Regions from separate parts of the Mus musculus genome. Here all the other regions are linked to region 2. A link is a contact called in public HiChIP or PLAC-seq and promoter capture Hi-C data. All regions are on one chromosome and are shown on one strand. The core of a region is the stretch at or near the end of the contact, and the rest is flanking DNA. Distances in the headings are between cores, read along the strand shown. Region 1 has its middle 26 kb from the start of 1110028F18Rik. Region 2 holds the start of Smpd3 (sphingomyelin phosphodiesterase 3, neutral). Region 3 holds the start of Cdh3 (cadherin 3). Region 4 holds the start of 1110028F18Rik (RIKEN cDNA 1110028F18 gene).

Region 1 (5,839 bases), core at 1,576-4,075, 220 kb before region 2:
CACTACAAGGTCTGTACTGCTAACCAGGGCTCTACTTTCTGACTGGCTCCCAGTCTGCCCTGGGGCCCTGAGAAAAGAATCTTGCGGCTCCAGTCTGCCAGGTTTGCAGCTGACACAGGCCCAGGCAGGCCCTGGCCTCCCTGTTGGTGACTGTGGATGGTTCAGTGAAAGAATCAGGTTTTGCTGGCTCCAGAGGCGAGCTGAGTCAGGACTTTTCCCAGGGTTTCCAGGGCTGGGCCTGGCCCTTCACTCAGCACTGAGCCCAGACCCAGGGAAAGATGCCCAGCCATTGGGCGCCCTCCATCCCATCCCTTTCTTCACTTGCTTCCACTCCAGCTCTTCTGCTCCAGACATTCTGGCCTGCCTACTGAGCCCTGCCAGCCCCTTCTGCATATAGCTTTCACTTTCTGTTCCTCTCAGTGAGACACACACTTGTGAGCTCACTCCCTAAGTCTGTGCTCAGACACTTCTCAGCTATGCCTTCTCTGACTACGAGAACTGAGTCCTCACTCCAGTTTCTTTCCTCTTGGCCCTACCTCAGCTCTCTCTTCTCCTTAGTAAGCCCCACACATTTAGCTTTTATGAGACAGTTTCTCATGCAGCCCAGGCTAGCCACATACTCTCTATAGTATATAGGCAAGGCTGGCCTCGAACACTTGATCCTCCTCCTTCCACCACCCAAGCACCAGGATTAGAGGTCTATGCCACTGCACCAAGACTCTACACATTTTAAAACCAGAGTCCGGGCTGGTGAGATGGCTCAGCGGGTAAGAACACTGACTGCTCTTCCAAAGGTCTGGAGTTCAAATCCCAGCAACCACATGGTGGCTCAAAACCATCCGTAAAGAGATCTGACGCCCTCTTCTGGAGTGTCTGAAGACAGCTACAGTGTACTTACATATAATCAATCAATCAATCAATCAATCAATCTTTAAAAAAAAAAAAACAGAGTCCCTGACATGTCAGTTTGGATTTTTAGCTGCTTGCTGAATTTCATTTTTTTCATCACCAACAATGGTACCTGGCATAGAACAATTTGGTCAATAAGTAGATATTATGTGGGCTCGAGAGATGGCTCAGAGGTTAAGAGCACTGACGGTTCTTGCAGAGGTCCTGAGTTCAATTCCCAGCAACCACATGGTGGCTCGAAACCATCTGTAATGGGATCTAATGCCCTCTTCTGGTGCATCTGAAGACAGCGACAGTGTACCCACATACATGAAATTTTTTTAAAAAGTAGTTATTATGTAAATGAATATAAAGACCCTGGAATAATGCCCACTACACGCAAAGGGGCCTCAGAAGAGGCTGGAAGGACTGACATAAGAAATAGATATATCTTGAAAAACCAAAAAAAAAAAAAAAATATATATATATATATATATATATATATATATATATATGAATAATGGTGCCTTTAATCCCAGCACTTGGAAGGCAGAGGCAGGTGGATATCTGACTTCAAGGCCAGCCTGGTCTACAGAGTGAATTCCAGGACAGCCAGGGCTACACAGAGAAACCCTGTCTCAAAAAACCAAAAAAGAAAAAAAAAAAAAAAAGAAATAGAGAACCACGGTCACGTGGGCAGCCCTGCCTTCATGCAGGACCTGAATAACATCTGAAGGATATTTTTGTCCCGTGTGCCTGCACTTTGGCTCCAGCTGTAACTTCTGGCAGGGTAAGGTGTGACCTTGTGATATTGGTCAAGTGTTCTACCTTGGAGTGTAGTCCAGGAGGCACCTCAGTTGGATGCTGTTCTTTAGTAACCACCAACCTTTGTTTGTTTGCTTGTTTGGCTGGTTGGTTGGGTTTTTTTGAGACAGAGTCTCTCTATGTAGTTCTGGCTGTCCTGGAACTGGCTATGTAGCCCAGGCTGGTCTAGAACTCAGAGAGTTCTGCCTGTCTCTGCCCCCTGGATGTCAGCATTAAGTGCATTTACTGTCGTGTCTGGCAGAGGTTTGAATCTCAGGATAAAAAGAGGTCTTCGGACGGAGATACCTCGGTTGGTAGAATGCTTGCTTGCCACTCATGAAGGATTACGTTCAATTACACACTTCATAAACTAGGCGTGGTGGTATATTCCTGTTAGGTTAGCATTTGGGAGGCAGAAACAGGAGAACAGCGGGTGAAGCTACATAGAGAGTTCAGATTGGAACAGCCTGGGACACCTCAGGTGTCCTCAAAGAAAACATAAAGGCCCATCCTTGTCACTCTGTCTCTCCAGGTATCTACCTGTGTAGATCAGGCTGATCTGGAACTCTCAATTCCTTTCAGCCTTCCTCTTAAATGCTGAGATTACAGGTACGCACCCTGGTGTGCCACCACACCCAGCCCAGCACTTCTCCTAACTCTCTCCATTTCCTTTTCTTGACTTTGTTCTAAACTTACTCATTTTATTATTGTACGTGTACAGATGTTTTGCCAGCATGTATGTTTGTGCACTGTGTGCACACCGGGTGCCCATGTAAGTCAGAAGAGAGCTTTGAATCCCTTGGAACTGGAGTTATGCTTGTGAGTCACCATGCTGGGAATTGAATTTGGGGCCTCTTGCAAGAGCAATACGTGCTCTTAACCACTGAGCCGTCGCTCTGGCTCTCAATTCCTTTTTAAAAGGAAGACATAAAAAGCTCGTTGAGAGACCAGACCATAAGCAGCTCTTTGGTAAGGGTCGTGGCTCATCAAGCAGCGTCCGTTCAGACACCATCCCCATCATCAAGAGAGCTTTTTCATCCACTGACTCAACAAGTATTTACCGAGCATGTGTTCTGTGCAGGCGGAGCTGTCTTCGCAGGCAGACTTCCATGTAAGGTATGCCACAGCCAGTGGCCCTGTGGCATGTGCCCTCCCTTCCTGTGGCCCCACCCTGCCAAGCCAGGCTGCAAAGGCCAGCCCCAGCTGTGGTTTGGGAGAATGGCGCCCTCTGCTGGGAAGGAAGGGGACGTTCCGTTCCTTTGGGCAGTCTTCCCATGGAAGCTCACCTTCCGCGGAGGATCCCTGTATACGGATGTGTATGGGATGCCGTCACTCCCATCAACCTCCTACATCAGTAGGGCCAACGGTCATCTTAAACAGCCCTCCCGTGCTAGGCATCCTTCAGAGAGCGGAAGCAATTTGCCCAAGGCCTCATTCAGAAGGGCAGGATCTGAATTTGGTCTCTGACCAACAGTGGCAGCTTACACCTTTAATCTTGCACTGGGGAGGCAGAAGCAAGTAGATGTCTCTGAGTTCGAGGCCAACCTGGTCTACAGAGTGAGCTCTAATACAGCCAGGGCTACACAGAGAATCCCCTCCCCGTCTCAAACAAAACAAAGCAAAAAAGAAAGCTGAAGGTGGGAAGGAAGGCTCTGCCTTCTTTGTGAGCAGGTGATCCACGGAGTTCCCCAGTGAGTCAAACTAGACACATAAAGGATGGAACGCTGGTGAGGGGGCTGCTCCAACTGTCAGTGGTGGCCTGTCACCTAGCTGACCTCTCAGACAGTCCCTGCCCTGACTGGACTTCTGGCCATATTCTTAAACCCCTTCTTCAGGCCACACAATGACTGGGTATGCAGAGTTACCTACACCTTAATGGAGGGGAAAACCCCAGGAAAGACTGCTTAGGTCAGCCACAAAGTCAAAAGGCCTGCTACTAGGATGGATGACCTCACTTGGGGTGAGGGGTGTTTGTAAGGAGAGTGTGGGAGGAGGGGGCTGAGGAGATAGGACTCAGGGAATCCAGAGATCTTTCTCAAAAGAAAGCTCAAGGGGGCTGGGTGTGGGTTTGTTTTGCTGTTGTTTTGAAACCGGTTCACCAGGAAGCTGGAGGCTGGCTTTGAACTCTCACTTTGGGATCTTTGGTTCAGGCATCCTTAGAGAGTCACTTTTTCTTTTCTTTTGGGCTTTTTAGAAGCCTGGGGACAGATTTGAGAAGATCTGACAGGCATTCTCAGTACCAACTAGCCATTCCAGGTTGAGCCTTCGACTCCAGAGAGCCCTGATCTCAATCAGTATCAGCTGACCTGGAGGCAGCTTTGAAGCCTCCACAAAGCAGATGCCCTGGACCGTTTGACGTTAGAAACAAAACAAACCCTTAGGACTTATGTTCACAGATGGTGGCGGGGGCAGAGCAATACCAAATTGGGATTGATGGAGACAACGGAGGGGCCCCCACACTATTGTGCAAACGTGACACAAAACATGATTGCAACACACCGGGTAAACGTTGGAGGGCACACACAGCTGATAAACTACAAAAAGATCAGCCAGATACCCAGGCAGTCCTTGTTAGCATGCCATCCCATTAGTTGTGTATGTGTGTGCAAGCGGGTGCAATTATCACTCACCAGGAATACTTAAAGATAGTGACTTACACTCTGAAATATATTTTTTTCTTTAAAAAAAAAAAAAAGCAAATAAAATCAAACTAAACCACCACCACCAACAACAAAAACTGCGGGGCTGGAGGGACGGCTCAGCAGTTAAGAGCACTACCTGTACTTCCAGAGGTCCTGAGTTCAATTCACAGCAACCTCAAGTAATGGAATCTGATGCCCTCTTCTGGTGTGTCTGAAGACAGCTATCTATAGTGTACTCATACATGAAATAAATCTTAAAAAGAAAAACCAAAACACCCTTTTTTTTTTTTTAAAAGTTTGTATGTTCATTTGTGTGTGGGTCTGGGAACAACTTTAGGACGTCAGTTCTCTGAGTCCCAGATCAGCAAGCACCTTCCCCTGCTGAGCCATCTTACCAGCCCCTTGTGTCTTGCTCTGGAACCTACTGACCACAGATCCAAAGTCTCACCTTGCAGCCCGGAAGCATATTCACAGCGGGAGAACGATCAGTATGGCACACACCCTGACCACCGACGCCAGGCCTGTACTTCCCAGACGCTCAGGCCAGTGACCGTTTCCCCATTGTCAAAGTTGCCTAGATTCATTCACAGAGGCCAGGCTTGGCTGTGAAAAGCCATTTCTCCCCTGGCACCCTCCACGAATCCCAGGAGGGAAGCCGAGTGAACAGTGGCTGTTTGGTTTTGTGCAGCTGCAGGTAGGATTTCCCTGCTTCATTCAGCCTCCAAGAGGGGAGTCAAAGATAAGGGGCAGCAGGTGCGACTGGCTAGGACATCCGATCCCCCTGCTTATCAACAAGAACAGCAGGGGGACCAGAGGCTCAAAAGAAAAAGCAGGAACAGCCTTGGTCTGAGGTACAGAGATCAAGAATAGGTGAGAAACCCACATAATTCCCTTGAATATTATTATATTATCAGTTAAGTGCATATGCATGGGTATGCAGGCCACTACCACACACGTGGAGTTCCTAGGACAACCTGGGAGTTATCTACCACGTGGGTCCCAGTGGGCACACTCAGGCTGTCAGCTCTGGTGGCAGGCACCTTCAACTGCTGAGCCATCTCACTTGGCCCCAAAGTTCCCTTTAGATTTCATTAGGTGACATTAGTTGTCCTGATATCAAACCTAAGCATACAACCCAATCACCTGGGGTCTGTCTATAACTCAACTGCAGGCTCCACCCCCAGCATTCTACTCATCAGGTGACAGCTGGGGCTTCTAGGTTCAGGATGGATTAGAAGTACAGCTGCTTTGAAGATTTAACCACTCCTGGATCTGGAAAGAGAGCCCAGCAGTTTAAGAGCAGTTGATATTCCTACAGAAGACCTGGGGTTTAGTCCCCAGTGATAGGACAATACAGAGAGGTTCTCCACGTGGAAGCTATCTTAGGTTTGACTAGAACTTGAGCTCCTTGTTGGAGACTCCCATGAAAAATCAACCAACTCTACTCAAAGAACCCAAGGGTCAAGATACCCCAGCTAATTTATATTGGTTTCTGTTAAACTACT
Region 2 (5,663 bases), core at 2,841-5,340:
CTTCCTCAGCTTGTTTTTTAGTTGTAGATAACCCACAAGGAATTTGGGCCTTCTCTTTGGCCTCCTCTAGTGAAGAATTCAGTTCATTTCCATAACTTGAATGATGACCTGACCTCTAATAAGTCGATAATTTATTATTCTATCTCACTAGATCTCATAAGTTACAGACCACCTCCTGAAGAGCTCACCTGGACATACCACATGCAACTCAAATTTACCTCCTTGGTTTTATTTATTTATTGGTTTTTTGAGACAGGGTTTCTCTGTATAGCCCTGGTTGTCCTGGAACTCACTCTGTAGATCAGGCTGGCCTCGAACTCAGAAATCAACCTGCCTCTGCCTCCCAAGTGCTGGGATTAAAGGCCTTCACCACCACTGCCCAGCTTGGTTTTATTTTTTAATTCATTTTGAATGACTTTATTTTATGAGCATTGTTTGGTGTTTTGCCTGCATGTCTGTCTGTATGAGGATGTCAGATCCCCTGGAACTGGAGTTACAGAGAGTTGTAAGCTGCCATGGGCTTAGAATTGAACCCTGGTTCTCTAGAAGAACAGCTAAAGTTCTTAATGGTTGAACCATCTCTCCACCACTATCCCTTATTTTTATTTATTCCTCTAGGTTTTCTGGAAAGGTTTTGTATAGCCTTGGCTGTCCTCAAACTAGCTCTATAGACCAGGCTGGCCTCAAACAGAGAGATCCATCGGCCTCTGCCTCCTAAGTACTAGGACTAAAGTCATGTGCCACCATTGCCTGTTGCCTTTTTATTTTTAAAGACTTACAAAAATTATTCATATTTATTTAGTTATGTGTAGGAATATTTTGCCTGCAAGTATAATTGTGTACCACATGCTTGCCTGGTGCCCAGGGAGGCCAGAAGAGGATGTTAGGCTGCCTGGAATTACTGCCTGGATGGTTTTGAGATACCAGGTTGGTACTGTAATACCAGGTCCTCTGCAAGAGCAACAAGTGTTCTTAACTACTGAGCCATCCCTCTAGCCCCCTCTGTTTTCCTCTGTAAGCAGGAGGAAACTAGCATGACATTCTTCTGGAATCTTCTACAACGCTAGCTGCTAGGCACCCGGAATTCCATTCCATTGGGAATTCTAAAATTGCCCCTAAAATGAGAAACTAAATCTACTGACCATTTTTTCATGTGTCGGGCACTATAACTCATCCAGGTCATCCTCTCAGCTCTGAGGTATCATCACCTCCATTTCTCGGATGAGAACACTGGGATGCAAGAGATTAAAGCTTAAATAACCTGAGCGAGTCATGCAAGTACGAAGAGAGGGGAGAGAGTCAAACCCTAATTGCCCTGGGTATCATCATCCCCTGTTTCCTCAGTCGAACGGATATCTGATGACAAGACAAAAAAACCCAAAAATCTAAAAGTAGAAAAGCGTTTGCTGAGTCCTAATGTGTGTGAAATGCTTCACACAAGGCAGCTTTATCTATCCCTTGCAACTCTTTCAAATAAGCAAACTATAAACCCCAGAAGGCAGTTTCTGTAAGCCAGCAAATGGGTTTGAATTTCCCCACCTGTACCCTTATTAGCTTCTTCCTAACACCAGTAAACAGCATTTTATAGCTGAAGAAACAGGTCCAGCCCAGGGTCACACATCTAATCAGAGATAAAAATCAGGATTAGGACCTGGCTTCTCGACTCTAGCAGATTTTATTTAAGTACCCACGGGGGTTCTGGGAGAATCCAGGAACCTTAACTTTTTTCCTGTTTGGTACCATTTCCTGAAAATTAGCATAACTTTTGTGGGAGGGGCAATACTCGGAGTCAGACAAAAGGCCGTGTACAGGTAGGTAGGTGCTCTGTCAATCTAATTTCCTGCCCTAGCGATACTTTCAAAGGGCTCAACTGACCTCCAAGGGCTTCACCTCCGGCTTTTGGTGGGTTTCTTCGCTAGGCTTCTGTGGATGTCCACTGTATGGCATAGTTCTGTTCTCCCAACAGCCTTTGCTCTCACTGTATCCACAGACTTGGATACTGAGCTTCAACACATCCCATTTCCCTGTGCTCCTGGCAGTAATGAGTAACTCATCCTTAGTAATGAGGCTGTGTCTATTAAGTCAGCCCCAGTGGCCTTCCTCCATGATTTAGCCAAGATCAAAGCCCCTCTGCGAGGCTTACTCGAGGTCCTGTTAGGGAAGAACTAACATTTTATTCATCCTCTGCCCTAGCCTTTGTTCTGTACCGGGATAGCAGGCTTCCTTTCTTTCAGGCTCTGTTTGGAATAGTAGTCTTTCCAGTTACTTCCTTTCCCAGTGTGAATCAACTATGCACATGAAGGCATTCTTTCCAGAATGGTTGTGTTTTCATACACCCTAAACTTCTAGGACGATGACAAACAAACTATGGATGGAATTAATGAGACATCTAGTCAGTATCAGAATCTTTCCTGGGGATTCAGGAGGAAAAAATGCTACCTAGCAAGGCAGGAAATCACTGTGGAGTCCTATGATGCTGAGCAGAAGGTTTAAAGGCCAGCCAGCATCTTATTTCATGACTGACAGGTGAGAGAAGATCTTCCCAGAAAGGGAGTGGGAGGCAGGCATTTAGACATAGAAAGTAGGGCCAACAGCTAAAATAGAGGAACTGGTGACATTTAGTGGGGGAATTGACAGGAATAGCAGGCACAAATATATTTCTCTAGAACCACAGTAGTAGAAAGACCCTGGGACATTCAGACAAAATCCCAACCAATCCTAAAAGTATGAATGGCATTTAAACTTTTTTTTTTCAACCAGTAGCATCCTTCTAGTGAACATCTTTAGGAGTGGGAAACACCTTAGAAAATAAACATTTTTTGAAGGTGTATGCTGAAATCAGATAAACCGCTGTTCATTTTCAATAACTATAGGTAAATCTCAGCATTTGTTGAGTGCCTCCTGTATGTCAGAGGTTGTAGACACGGAACTATAAATATGAATAATACAGGACTTGCCTCTGCTTTATAAGTTTAGTTTCATGAGGAAGCTGGGTGTGTAAACATGCAAATCAAATAGGGGAAGTAGAGGCTGACAGACACAGAAGATGTGCAACACTCGGCAGAACATCAAGGAAGTCGTCACACATCAAGGCAACATTTAAACTGGGGCTTAAAGGATGTTGAGGAGTTGGAGGACGGCATGATGGAGGGGATCAGAGGAAGAGAGAAAAATCAGTACTCAAGGCTTGCCAGTTTCCAAAGTTCAGAACGATGCAAACGAGAGTGGAGTCCAATTCTCAAGGGACTTTCCAGCTTTGCTGTGAAAAGTGGATTTGATCCCAGAGGCCCGAGGAAGCCTGTGAAAGGTTTTAGGCAGAAGCAGCTCACTCTACCAGAAAGTACTGAAGGAGAGACTGCAAAAATGTGGGGACAAGAAGGAAAGGTCCTAGTGGCGCAAGGAATGTGGCCAGAAGAAAAAAAACAAAAAAAAAAAAACAAAAAAACAAAACAAAACAAAAAAAACAAACAAACCTTCAGTGTCAGAATTAAGGAAAAAATATAAAAGTTCAGATTGAGGTGTGAAGGTCTCCTCCAGTATCCTTTATCTCTGGTGGGGAGGAACCAAAGCGTCTCGCTCTCGATTGGCTCCACCGAGTGTTGCAGCGAGGCCGTCTCGTTACCTTTCTTCCTAGACAGGGAAACTGAGGCCCAGGGTCCTCAAGTAGAAACAGAGAGAAAAAGATAACCGAATCCGTCTTCCAAGACGCTAACCACAGATCACATGTGGTCTTGCAAGGGTCCCAAGGCCTGCCCCACTTCCCCATCCCCCATTCCCCAAGGGGCTGAGTTTGCTATGGAAACAGTCCTCCCACCCTCCTCCGCGCCTAGGGCTCCTCAATGCACTCTGGGAAATGTAGTCCATTTGTTTACAAGCCCGCGGCACGAGCCCACTCCACAGCCCTAAGAGACTACATGTTCCAGCAGGCAGAGCAAACACTTGGGCGGTCTCTGGGGGCGAGGTCCCAACGGAGGGACCGGAACCTCCCAATAGGCAACCTCCTGGGCGGATCCTGCGTCTCCATTGGCCAGAGCAGCTCGCGGGAGGCGGGGTCAGCGGAATGAGGCGCGGAGCTGTTCGCCGCTCCAGGTGCTGAGTCCGAGGGAGGCTCCGGATGCCAGAGCCGCGGTCGCTGTAACCATCGCCGCCGCGAGAGCCGTCTCTAGGAAGCCCCGGTCGCGAGGAGCTGGGAGGCGCCGCGTGCGCTGCCCCGCACCGAGCGCCCTCCTGTGCGCCACCTGAGGTGGGTGCTAAGGACTTGCTTTTGTTTTATTGAGGAGAGGGGGGCCTGGGGAGTTGATGGGACGTGTCCTCGCCGCACTTAACACCATCTGTCCGTGGAGCTGGAGGGACTGACTGCGGGCCTCTTCGTGGCCCAGGGCCTGAGGTCGGAGCAACCTCGGCTGGGTTTTGTCGTATGGTGAAAGAGCTTCTTGAGTGTAAGGGATGAAGGGCTGGAAGACCCTCTCTGGTCTCTCGTAGGAGAGCGTGAAAAAGGCTTGGAGTCTCCCTTTTCCTGCGCCTAAAGTCAAGGCTGCTTGGGTTGTTGAGGATGGAGGGACTGTTCTGGGATGAGAGGTTTGGAGATAGAGGGACCCTTCCTTACAACACCCCAGCTCGAGGCTGCAAACAGGCTGCAAACAGGGATTGGGATGTGACTGATGAGACACCTCCCCTCCTCTTAGACTCTCCTAGGTTTCGAGTTGTTAGGGAGACCCTTCCCTTTGCCCTCCTTTACATCCAGGCTCTCCCCTTATGACTTGCTCACAGTTGGGTTCTTTGTGGGATATTTGTTTTTGGGAATGGAGAAAGTGAAGGGCTGCAGGACTCCTCCCCACCCTGCTCCAAGCACTGATGGATGCTTGGGTCTTCTGTGATGGAGCCGCACCTAAGGTCTGAATAGCCTGGGTGTGGGAGGTGGGTAGAAGTGAGAGTCTGAGGTACCCCTCCCTACCTGGATCTTATTTCCCAGGCCCTCTCCACCTAGATCCAGGTCCCAGGCAGTAGAGAGTGGAGATCATCTCTCTTGCTCCGCCACACCCCGGGAATTAGAGCTCCAGCACCACGGCTAAGAGTCTAGATGGGCACCTGAGGGAAAGGACCCAGTGGTCTCCCTCTCCAGCAACCCGCAGCTCCTCCGCGTTCGCGGATCCTGGAGGGATGCTCCGCTGCATGCCGAGCGCGCTCCAGATCTGGACGCCGAGATCTGGTACCCTGCGAGCAGGGGTTGCTCTCAGGTGCCCGGCTTTCGCGCTCTGCCCAGGCATCCACGGGAGGACAAAGCGGCGGTGGCGGCACTGGCAGGCGTGCAGGGCTGGACTGCGCGAGGGGCGCGGCTGAGGAAGGGGGGCTTCGGGCGCGGCACGGGTAGCTTCCACGGAAACGTGCTAGGAGAAGAGAGAGCGAGAGAGACAAAGCGCGCTCGCTCCTCGCGGGCCCGCGCGAGCCGGGATGGAAAATCCCGAGGGAGGAGGTGGCTGTGCTGTGCTGGGTCCTGTGCCATACACTCTTCTCTGTCCCCACCTTCCAACCCCACTGCCAGTCCTGCCCCAAGAATGCGATGGGATTGATGGTTACTAGAGGCAGGACTTGTGACCACGAGGACAGGGATGACCAGGGACTCTACCTTGCAGTTGAGGGGATCTGAAGAAGCATGCTGACTA
Region 3 (5,722 bases), core at 451-2,950, 170 kb before region 2:
TAGCCTAGCCTGGGTGTTAATTGTTTTGTCAATCTGCAGAGTTATTTGAGGAAAAAAAAAATTTTTTTTTTAAAAAAGGCGTTCTACAGACACAAGGGTCTCACTTTTCTTTTGGAGAAACAAAGGAAAGTCATTCTGCTTCTCAGCGTGGACACCCCCATATTCAAGCTGTGGACGTGTGGACCTGGAGTGAGAAGCACTAGAAAATGCTAGGTGGCAGATGCTTTTTGGAAGTCAGCAGAAACTAGAGATTCCCTTCCCACGTTCTCTGGAACTTTACTTAAGGATCCGAGTTTAACAACTTGGGTTTAAACTCCCGAGAAAAATCCCACTGTCCTCTGTAGTCAAAGAGCCCGCTAACCAGCTGATAGATGCCCGAGTCTCATGACACACTGGTGGTTCTCAGTACCGAAATGACCCTCCACTTTTAAGTTTTTGAACTTGAGTGGAGAAAATCGCAACAGAAAGATCAAAATGTGCTTTGATCGCTCGCTCGCTCACTCACTGGTCGGCTTGGGACACAGACTGCCTTCCCCCCTTCCCCCGCGACTCAAGTAATTAACATCCTAGTACCAAGACGCTTGGAGTGAGGGACCTAGTGTTCCCGGTGCGTGATGCCCTCCGCCCAGGTGTGCCAGGCCATTCGCAGGCAGGCTGCAGGGGCGCAGGCCCTCCGGGAATGGCAGGGTTAAGAGTGCATTCCAGCTGCCCGGGAAGAAGGGGGGCGGGGAGGGCAGCCTGGAGAAGAGAAACAGACCGGGTCTGTCTGTCGGAGACACAAAGCACGGTTCACAAAGGGGGCCAGAGAAGGGGCGAAGGGGGCTGCTCAGGGCACGGTTCATCTCCACACCTGCGCGGGGGTTGCGGGAGGAATGTGCACTGCGCATTCCTCTACTGTGGCGGGGCGGGAGAGTTTTCCACGTCGGGGCTGGGTGAGGGGCTCAGCCGCGAGGCACCGAGAGGTCAAGATAAGCAACAACAGTAGCAGCGAGGCACAGAAGAGCTGGACGTTAGTAGGCGCACCGTTGCTCAGCCTTCTCGCGCCCAGCCCAGCCCGGGAGCCACTTTCTACGCCTCCCGAGGATGTGGGGTGGCTCCAAGACGTCCCAGCTCTGCTCTAGACAACCTTCCGATGCGCCACAGTAAAGCGAAGCACGTGTGGTCTTCCGCACTGTGGCTCCATCCAGGCTGGCTCCGGGAGGGGTCTTACCTTTCCCCAGAACTTGGCTCGGCTCCAGGTCAGTTCCTTCCACCTCCAAGGTCACTCCAGCCTCCCCGATGAAGCCCGCTCGGTAGGGCTCGGAGACCACGCTGCGTAGCCAGCAAACCTGAGTGTGAGGGTAGAAGGGTTAAAGAGGAGGCTGAGTCACAGGCATGCCTGGTTCTGTACACCCATTCTTGGGAGTCCTGGGGGGGGGGCCCTCCGGGACAACCTTGGCCCCAAGGAGCACAGCCCTAAGATTCCCCCGACGCCCGCAGCGTGAGAACCCCACCCGCCCTCCAGGGAACAATCCGGGTCAGGACCATGGCAAAGCACTGTGGTACCTGGAGCAGGAGGAGCAGGAAGGCGTGAGGCCCACTAAGAAGCTCCATAACTGAAGGGAGGTGAGAAGGCTGCCGCGACGGTGGGGCGCGCTCTGCTAAGCTCCGGGTGCAGCTTTGAGCACCGCGGCTCGCTGGAGCCCGCGGGAGGAGGCCAGGTGCGCTCAGGTAGCTGCTGATTGGTCCAACGTCACAAGGTCCCGCCCCCTCGCAGGTGGGGTCGAGGCCAGCCTGCCGAAGGCACTCTCGAAGCCCTAAAGGTCCTCCCTGGTGCCCTCCACCGGCCTCCCTGCTCTTCTGGAACTACTTCTGAAAGGTACCCCGTGGCTCTCGCAGTCTCTGGCTTCGATGGAAAATAATCTAACAAAACAAAACCCCCCAATCCACTCCACCTCAGCCTCTGCAGCACGGGAAGACAAATATTCCATTGCTGGCAGCTACAACGGAAAAAAAGTGGAGACGCATCTGAAACCCGACAAAAAAACAGAGGCTCCCCATTCATGCTACCGGAGGCGCTGTGTTCAAAGCTTTGATGAAGGCAGGGCGTGTCTTTACACCCGCTACAGAGGGGTCTGCCCTCTGCCACTTTCTCTACCTCCCACACTAGGCCGGGGAGGGGCAGGGGCGGGGGCGGGGGAGCGCTCCCGGGTTTTAAAAGTGGCATCGAGGTCTCAAAGGACCGCGCTACGCGATCTGATACACGTGTGAGAGAATAGTAACTTCCGTTTGCAGCTGGACAAATGGAAGGCAGCTAGTACAGAAAGTCCCAGAGTTTGGAAGCCATAGTAACTTCAAAGGGCTTGAGGTAGGGCACAAGCTATTTGTTATCAGCCCCATTATTTCTGGCACCCCCAATATAAATGTTTTCTTTCTCCAAATATAATTGTTTCCTTAATTTTATGTTAAATGCAAACAATGGAGATTTTTGCGTTATTTATTATTGTCATGTATGAATGGCCCATCGCACACATGTGAAGGTCAGAGGACGACTTTGTGGAGTTGGTTCTCGCCTTCCTCCTTTAAATGGATTCTGGGATTGAACTCAGGTCGTTAGGATTGTGCATTACCTGCTGGGCCCAAACTTTTTTTTTTAACACTTATTTATGTATTTATTTATTTTATGTGAGTACACTGTCGCTGTCTTCAGACACACCAGAAGAGGGCATCAGATCCCATTACAGATGGTTGTGAGCCACCATGTGGTTGCTGGGAATTGAACTCAGGACCTCTGCAAGAGCAGCCAGTGTTCTTAACCTCTGAGCCATTTCTCCAGTGTGCTTTACCTGCTAAACCATCTCCTTTGTCCGTTTTTTGTGTTTGCTTGTTTGTGTGGTTTTTTTTTTTTTTTCTTTTGTTTTGAGGCAGACTCTCACATTGTAGTCTCAGGCTGGCCTTGAATTCATTCAAACCTTCTGTCTCTGGCTCCTAACTGCTGGAATAAAAGACAATGACCCACAATGACCAGCTTAACAATGATGACTTTTTAAAAAAAGTGTAATGTGTCTCAGGCTGGCCTGAAACTATGCACCTGGGATGGCCTTGAACTTCCGATTCTCCTGCCTCTACCTTCCTAGTACTAAGACCTTGTACCTAGTACTAAGACTTGCCACCCCATGCACAGGTTCCAACGGCCCCATTCCCCGTGCCCTTTCCCTGTAAAGGCATCTCTCCCCCATCCCCTGCCCCTCCTCTCTGCAATGCTGGAGATTGAACGCATGACCTTGCACACCTGCCAGGCAAGTAAGTGCTCCACTGCTGAGCTGCAGCCTCAGCCCTGGATGAGACAAGCCTTCTGAACCAACGTATCCCCCCACCCCCATTCTCCGAGTGCGCCTCATCTTGCATTGCTCTCCAGAGAATCCCAGGATGATGCTTTTTCTCCAGCTAGCTCAGCTTTAGAAGTTTATGTTTGTTTTGTTTTGTTTGCCTTCAAGTATTAACCTGTACCTACCTGTCCTTTCTACCCAAGTCTCTGGCTGAGCAGTAGAACTTATGATGTAATCAGGCAAGCATTGGCTCTACTCGATTTACTGTGTGGGATTTAGACTCGGGTCCCACCTCTTACTGAGGCTATTCAGCTGTCACTGGGATTATTTTGATACCTACCCTCTGAAAGTACTGTACTAGAGCCAGGAGAGGGGTGTGCCTTTAATCCCTGCTCGGGGTGTGGAGGCAAGATGATTACTGCAAGTTCAAAGACAGCCTACACTACATAGTGAGTCTTTGTTTCAAAAAAAAAGGACTAGACTAAAGGAGAAGGCTCAGTGGATAATGTGCTTTGGTAAGTCCCAAGTTCAAGTCCCCAGATTCCACGGAATGTGGATGGCAGTAGCCCATCTGTAAGGATCTCCTATGAAGAGATGGGGGGAGGGCAGAAGGAAGCCAGCAGGCCAGCCAGCCTGGTTCATACAGTGTCAAACAAAGAGACCCAATCTCAAACAAGGTGAAAGATAGTATTGTCTCAGAGACTGTCCTCTGGCCAATGCACGTGGCCCCTACTCATACTCATGAACACACATCTCTCCCTCTCCCTCTCTCTTACACACACACACACACACACAGAGGGGGGGGGTAGGAAGAGGAGCTCGGCTGTATTAGAATTAAACGAAGATGTGTACTTGAGGATTAAACAGATGAACGTGTTAAAAACGCTGAACTCAGTAGCTGGCACTGAGCAAGAGCCCAGTGGTGTCGGTATTAGGACTCTAGGATGCGGCTCATTTAGTTTTCTCTGCCTCGCCAGCTAGGGAACTGGCTAGCGCTCCCAGTTCCACAACTAAGAGAATGAGCAGTGTCAGAATCCTTCAATTTCGCCGCTGCGGGCAGCCGGCATCTGCCATCTCTGGAGTCTTCAGTGATCCGCGCAGTCCTAGCACTGTGGGAGGAGGTGGCAACTTGCAGAAAAAGCCCAAGGCAGCTTAGTGGTCCAGCTCTCCTGCTGGGGACGCTTGCCAAATCCTAGCTGCCCGCTGGAGCTGCTCAATGCTCTAACCTAGAGGGGACAGGGTGGCTCGACCTATCCTCACCCCCAAAGTTCCCCCAGCGCCGGCCCGGAGCCAGACGAAACCATTAGGCAGACAGTTAAACACAAACGAGCCTCAGGATACAGGCCCTAATTAAGTAAACACTCGGCTGGAGAGCTGTGGAGCGCGCTCATTTCCGCCTCCTTCCAGGGCACTCTGCATTCCGGCGGGGGGCCGCGAGCAGAGCGGAGAAAACGATACTCAGCTCTTCGGGCGAGCCTGGACCACGACGCTGCCTTCTGCGCAGCTTCTCCAGCTGGTCATTCATCAATTCATTCATTTAACTAAATGAATCTCAGTCTTGAGTTTCAGTTAAATTTCCCGGATAGCCTGATCATGAGTTCAAGGTCAGCGTGGGATGTGTGTGTGTGTGTGTGTGTGTGTGTGTGTGTGTGTGTATGTGTGTGTGTGTGTATCTCCAAGCTCTTGTCTTGGAAAAACAAAACAGATGCCCAGAATTTGCTTCCTCCACCCACAGCCAGTGATTACCTGGTGTAGGTGACAGCCCCAGCATCCTTCCTTTCCAAACAGACAAACGCTAAGTTGTAATTGCACCAGAGTTCCCCTGTACATCTGGCTGATGCTCTCTTTGGGACTAGGTCTGTACTCACACCGCCGCTGCCCTTCAGCCTGCGGTCTCCCGTTTAGTTAACAGTTCTTCCTGGGAGCACTTCTTGATGTGTCTTGCTGGGGACATGAATCCAGAACAAGCTTGGAACTGAAGACGGACCAAGAGCTTCTTCTGTTTGGGGATGTGTCAGAAGCCTGCCATGGTGTGATGAGGAGGCTGTAGTTGTTGTATGTGCCACCGCAGAAGACCAATGTGGCTGGGGGATGTGCTCTGTCACAAAGGCAACACGCGGAGTCTGGCACCTTACAGTGGAAGGCAGGCTTGCCGAGGTTGGACCCTGGGTTCCTGGAGCCTTCACATCTCTATTAGTCAGTTTTCTGTAACAATAAGAAAATGCCAGAGACATGCAAGTGAGAAAGAGAAAGGTTTGTTTGGAGTTTTGGAGGTTCCAGTCCACAGCTGAGAGACCCCAAAGTATTGGGCCTGTGATAGCAGCATATGGTGGCAGAGGTTTATTGCGCAAAACCCACCTACCTCCTGGTAACCTTGGAAACAAAGAATGGAAGAAGAAGAGGCATCAAGCTTC
Region 4 (5,797 bases), core at 2,755-5,254, 250 kb before region 2:
AAACTGAGGATAACCAGGAACTTCTGAATCTCCTGCCTCTCCCTTCCCTGTGCTGAGGTTACAGATGCGCACTGTCAAATGCTCCATCTATGGTACTGGTGACTGAACCCGGGGCTTTTTGCATGTTAAACTATTGTGGTATCAACTGAGCTACATCCTCAACCCTTTCCTTTTCATTCTGATGCAGGTCCACTTAGTTGCTCAAGCTGGTAGCCTAGGCAGGTCTTAAACCTGTAATTCTCCTGTCTTGGATTTCTAGGTAGCTGTGGTTACAGCCTACATCACTGACTCTAACGCTTGCTTAATTTACCGTCTGTTGCCCTGGCCGGAACTCTAGTCCTAGAGTAGCCAAGAGGAGGAGGCAGGCAAATGGCAAGAGACTAAAGTACTGCTATTAGTGTCCTTGGAAAGGTTGGAAATCTAGATAGAGTTTTTGTCTATTTTCTCTACAGCGTTGTCCACCAAGGAAGAATTTTCCAGTATGCTGAGGGCTGGGATAGTAACCCTAAAGGAGGATTGGCTCCAAGGACAGTGGGGACAGTTTATCTTGCAGCTTTCCTGCAGAGCAGAGATTTTCCTTCCCATTTTACAGAGAAAGCAACTGAGCCACAGATCAGTGATCACAGTTTCATGACAGAGACAGCCTTGAGGCTGGGGTGGTGCCACTCCAGGACGAATCCAGCACACAGTCCCCAACCCAGACTTGGTGCCTATCAGCCTGGGCTTAGCCCATGAGGAGTGGCACTATTAGGAGGTGGCCTTATTGGAGGAGGCATGGCCTTGTTGGAGAAAGTGTGTCACTGTCACTGTGAGGGTAGGCTTTGAGGTCTCTGTGCTCCAGCCCCTACTAGTGGTTTGGGTGTTATGTTTTATTTGTTTGTTTGTTTGTTTGGGTGTTCATTTGTTTCATTTTAATTAATTATTTATTTTATGTGCATTAGTGTTTTGCCTGCATGTATGTCTGAGTGAGGGTCCCCTGAAACTGGAGTTACCTACCATTAAGAGCTGGAAATTGGATGGGGGGGACCTCTAGAAGAATAGCCAGGTCTCTCAATTGTTAAGCCATCTCTCTAGCCACTATGTAGTCATAGATGACCCGGAAATGGTTGTGAGCCACCATGTGATTTCTGGGATTTGAACTCAGGACCTTCAGAAGAGCAGTCAGTGCTCTTAACCGCTGAGTCATCTCTCCAGCCCTGTTTGCTTTGTTTCTAAAGGATCGAGACAGGGTTTCTTTGTATAGCCCTGGATGTCCTGGAACTCACTCTGTAGACTAGGCTAGCCTCAAACTCAGAGATCTGCCTGCCTCTGCCTCCCAAGTGCTGGGACTAAAGGAGTGTGCCACCACTGCCCGGCTAGGATCGTTTATTTTTATTGTATATGTTTGAGTACTTTGCCTGCATGTATATATGTGCATGGTGTGGCTGGTGCCATGTAGGTTGTCAGCAGGTATGTGAGTGCTGGGAACTGAACCCACATCCCCTGCAAGAGCAGGAAGTGCTCTTAACTGCAGAGCCAACCCTCCAGTCCCCTTGCTCCATTTTTCTGTTTTCTGAAATGGAGTCTTGCTATATGTAGATTGGCTTCAAATTCACAGTCCTCCTATCTCAGGCGGCTGAATGCTGGGATGACAGGCATGTATCTGACACCACACACCTCTTAGTCACAAGCTTTTGAACAAGCCATTTAAACTCTCACTAGAGACTGAGGATTTAGCTCAATGGTATCATGCTTTCCTCGAAGGCTAAGGTCATGGGTTCAAACCTAGCACTGAAAAAACAAAACAAAACAAAACAAATAGGCCTCTCTCTGGACTCTCTCAGTTCTTTCATCCTTCCAAGAAAAATAATTAAGCAGCTATGTGGTTGAGTAGCTCTAAGGATCAGGTGAGGTGGCATTTGCCTTTAATCCCAGCCCTCAAGAGGCAGAGAAAGAGCCTGGGTGGATTTCTGGAAGTCTGAGGCCAACCTCAACTAAATAGTGAATTCTAAGGTAGCCAATCTCTGTAGAGAGAGAGACCCTGTCTCAAAGAGAAAAACAAACAAACAAACAAAAAACAGAAAACAAACAAAACACCCCAGGTGCGGTAAGCTAAGTAAACACAGCAGACAGGAAATGTTAAGTAAACATTAACTATTATCATTTCCACAGTGCACATTACTCAGTGGCCAGGGCTTTTCCTGAGCCAAGTCCACAGAGAGCAGGCCCTCTCCAGCCTAGAGAGTTAGTCAGTCAGACCTCCTGATAAGGGGTGGTAGGTCTCTCCCATTGTACAAATAACTTTGGTCTTAGTGATGACTGATCAGGACTGAGAACGGCTGTTAAGGCCAAAAGCTCTGCAGCAACCTGTGTCACCTCCATGCAAACAAACAAACAAACAAAAAAAAAAAAAAGAGAGAGAGAGAGAGAGACTGCCTCCCTTCTCAGAGTGGGGTGTGTGTGTGTGGAGGAATCAGGCCAATATCAGACCCAGCCTAGGGGAGAGAGAAAGCCCCTCCCAAAGGGCAAGCCCTCTTGAAGTTTGCCAGCCAATGAAAATAGCTCCTTGACAGTCAGTTTCACCCTGGCTAGATAGAATCACAGATACCAAGGGAAGGGCTGGAAATTCACTGTGTGTGTGTGTGTGTGTGTGTGTGTGTGTGTGTGTGTGTGTGTGTGTGTGTGTGTGTTGGGGGAGTGTCTAGAGACAAACAACTCTGCTTTTGCTTTGTTTGATTTAGAATTCCAGGTAGCCTAGGCTGGTCTAAAACTCACCATGTAGATGAGGCTAGCCCTGAACTTCTGATTTTCCTGCCTCGATCTCCTAAATAGTAGGATTACAGATGTTTGCTAACGTGCCCAAATTGCTTTTATTTTTTAAATTAAAACATTGTTTTCTTAGACTATATATTATTCTATATCTAGAAGTGATGTGTGGTGTGTGGGTGTGTGTGTACATGCGCACACGCACAGGGTACATGGATGTGTGTGTGTGTAAATTTTCCTTACTATAAGGAACTTTGAAGCCAGCATGATAATGCACACTTGTAATTCCAGCCCTAAGGAGGCTGGGGCAGGAGGATTATAAATTGGAGACCAGCCTGGCCAACATAGGGAGTTCCAAGCCAGCATGAACTACACAATGAAACCCTCCCTCAAAAAACGTCAAGGGAGGAAAGAAACTTTGTGTCTCACTTTTTTTTTTTTTTTCAATTCCCAGGAGCTAGCCAGAACATATTGTAGGGAACTGGCTGGTGTGATCTGAAAGCAAAATGGTTTTCCTTCAGTAACTCTGTTTCCCCTCTAAGATAACAAACAAGCCTAGAAGAAGTTCCCAGTTTTCTTCTAACCCTAGAAAGTTTGAGCCCATTTAATTGAGTTGATTAATCTACTTATTTATTAGTTAGATTGTTTGTTTTTGAGAAAGCCTCTCTATGTAGACCAGGCTGGCTCACAGAGATCTCCTGTTTCTGCCTCCAGAGTGCTAGGATTAACAGTGTGTGTCACCATGCCTGCTCTTTCAGCAGATCCTACTGGCATGTGCCACCACAACAGGCCATGCCTGCTCTTTCTGGTTTTGCTTTAGTTTTTTGTTGTTGTTGTTGTTGTTGTTGTTGTTGGTTTGTTTTTTTTTTTTTTTTTTTTGAGATAAGGTCTTGTAACTTTAATTCTTTAAATCCTATTTTTAATGATGCTTTAACCTCCCTTTTAGCTCACCAGCCACCAGAGGTAATGAAAAAGAAAGGATACAGGGGTCAGGGGAGAGTAGACCTGTTTAGGAAGGTTCTCTGGAAATCAGTTCAGGTCACAGGTTACCAGGCAGCCGAAGCTCTACTCACTCACAAGCATTTCATGGATACACCAGCAGTCCAGTTCAGTAGAGTTGGATTAGTAACAGTGGTGACAAGACCTAGCAGAGCCAGCCAGGCTTCAGCCTGGGCTCCAGTCAGCCGGAGGGATTAGGAGGAATGCCAGGAGAAGTTCTCAGCTATGCCTCTCTCAGGGAAACGAACATCAGCAAAGCCGCCACACCCATAAGCGTTGCACAGCTAGCTCTATAAGCAAGCCAAGCGCAGCCTCTGTTACTATCCCTTGACTCCTTCAAACATCACGTGTCCTCCACATATCTTGCCTCAGACGGGTCTTGCCTCAGCATGCGCATCCAATCAGCCCAAGTCCTTGGAAGCAGCAACAAACTGCAGCACACCCTCAGAAGCTTTTTGGTGCATTTCTCTCTGGTGTCCCAACAAATGCAGCTCAAAGCATGCAATGGGAGGCAGACCAATACATGTTAGCAAAAAAAAAAAAAAAAAAAAAAAAAAGAAAAGTCCTTCATCACGTGCCCTTTCACATGCTTGCTTTAGCAGAACATCCTCTCTCCTGTGTCTGCTTCAGTCCGCCTTAGCCTTTCACACCTGGGTCCACTTTAATGAAATGTTCCTTCAAACTCGAATGTTTGCCCCAGCAAAACTATCCAACCAACTTTCCAAAGAACCATCATGTTTCCATGTTAAGGTCTCATACTCCAGGCTGATCTGGCACTCGGGGGATGATCCTGAACTTCTCATTCTTTTATTCCCAACTCCCTAATTCTGGGGAGCTACCACAAGTACCCTGGATATTCTGTCTATGGGATGGACCGCAAGACTTTGTCCTTGCTTCAGAAGAGCTCTGCCAGCTGAGCATCACCCCTGGAGCTCCCAGCCTTTTTTTTTTTTTTTTGGTTGGGGGTGGGGGGCAGGGGAGTTGAGACAGGGTCTCTCTGTGTAGCCCTGGCTGTGCTGGAACTTGCTCTGTAGACCAGGCTGGCCTTGAACTCAGAGGTCCACCCATCTCAGCCGCCCAAGTGCTGGGATTAAAAGCATACACCACCACCAACCTGGCAGCTTTGTTCTCTTATTATTTTGAAATAGAGTCTCATTAAATTTTCAATACGGCTTTGACCTTGCTCCATAGCCCAATTGGTGATCCTCCTGCTTCAGTCTTCCCAGTAGCTAGGATTATGGGTGGCACTGCCAAGCAGATAATTTTGGACTTCTTGGCATTGGAGGCTATATAGTATTCTGGTTGCCATTTCTTCCCATAGGAGCCTTGGAGTTAGTTCTCAACTGAGTGAAATTTATGGGTCCTGTCCATTGATTTTCAATTTTCAGCTCAATCTCCAGACTAAGCACTGGAGGAATAGTTACAGTTACAGAACAAAATATAAATGTTCTGAATAATGCATGATGATTAAAAATTGCAAGCCAGGCACTTGAGAGGCCAAGGCAGGCACCGGGTTGCAAACTGTTCTACTCGTATTAGGGAAGTCTGCATGGGAAGCAGCGGTTCCTCTTTCCTCTTAGGGAAACTGAGAGGTGGTAAGATTATCCATGGCCAGTAGTAGGCAAACTGGGGTAAGATATAGTGGACCAGGCACTGTGCTAAATACCAGCAACAGAAAAAAGGGCAATAACATTATCTACATAGAATGACCCTTAGTGCTAGGGTGACCAACTGTCTCCATTTGCCAGAGATGAAGGGTTCCCAAGACAAAGGACTTTACATGCTAAAACTTGGACAACCCCATATAAACCTCCGTAAGTCAGTCATCTCAGACTCAGTAAGCATTGAGTGACCTTCTGCACTTGAGTGTGCGTGTACACATGAGTGCCACTTAAGCCTGTGTTGGTAGAAGGGCTGGGATTTAGTTTTTCCACATTTTATAGGAGGCAAGGTGGAGCTGGCCCGGTTGGAGGCAGACTAAAGCAGGTGGCAGAAACTTCCTGTCAGGGTTAAGAAACCAGAGCCATAAAATAAGGGCAAAGAACAAGGTGTC

Evidence for each region. Promoter capture Hi-C pulls out the DNA fragments that hold promoters and counts their contacts. HiChIP or PLAC-seq counts read pairs in DNA pulled down with a chosen protein or histone mark.
Region 1: a contact with region 2 is called in a FOXA1 HiChIP or PLAC-seq map of pancreatic cancer cells. The contact joins the enhancer-like site here to the promoter of Smpd3 in region 2. A contact is called at or near these places in 3 of 484 Hi-C or Micro-C datasets (embryonic stem cells and nephron progenitors), 4 of 115 datasets of contacts at active chromatin or transcription factors (embryonic stem cells, neural tube and pancreatic cancer cells) and 3 of 9 other capture datasets (adipose tissue, embryonic stem cells and pancreatic islet).
Region 3: a contact with region 2 is called in a promoter capture Hi-C map of embryonic stem cells, with 3 times the contacts expected there. The contact joins the promoter of Cdh3 here to the promoter of Smpd3 in region 2. A contact is called at or near these places in 2 of 39 promoter capture datasets (cranial neural crest and embryonic stem cells), 2 of 484 Hi-C or Micro-C datasets (the AML12 cell line and embryonic stem cells), 3 of 115 datasets of contacts at active chromatin or transcription factors (bone marrow-derived dendritic cells and embryonic stem cells) and 1 of 9 other capture datasets (adipose tissue).
Region 4: a contact with region 2 is called in a FOXA1 HiChIP or PLAC-seq map of pancreatic cancer cells. The contact joins the promoter of 1110028F18Rik here to the promoter of Smpd3 in region 2. A contact is called at or near these places in 1 of 39 promoter capture datasets (the SN4741 cell line), 1 of 115 datasets of contacts at active chromatin or transcription factors (pancreatic cancer cells) and 1 of 9 other capture datasets (adipose tissue).

Annotation. Positions count from the first base shown.
Region 1 is chr8:106,558,342-106,564,180 of GRCm38.p6, reverse strand. No RefSeq gene overlaps it. Among named protein-coding and RNA genes, the nearest start is that of 1110028F18Rik, 26 kb to the left of the region's middle. Within about 2 kb of position 2,825, at least 137 of the 459 cell types and tissues checked have an H3K27ac peak or open chromatin away from gene starts, as enhancers often do. A contact at or near this core is called in pancreatic cancer cells, where this site is marked.
Region 2 is chr8:106,336,392-106,342,054 of GRCm38.p6, reverse strand. Smpd3 (sphingomyelin phosphodiesterase 3, neutral) reads left to right here and starts at 4,090. Exons shown (of 9, transcript NM_021491.4): 1 at 4,090-4,243.
Region 3 is chr8:106,506,830-106,512,551 of GRCm38.p6, reverse strand. Cdh3 (cadherin 3) reads right to left here and starts at 1,700. Exons shown (of 16, transcript NM_001037809.5): 1 at 1,546-1,700; 2 at 1,211-1,328. The coding sequence starts at 1,593.
Region 4 is chr8:106,585,350-106,591,146 of GRCm38.p6, reverse strand. 1110028F18Rik (RIKEN cDNA 1110028F18 gene) reads right to left here and starts at 4,004. Exons shown (of 3, transcript NR_045470.1): 1 at 3,730-4,004.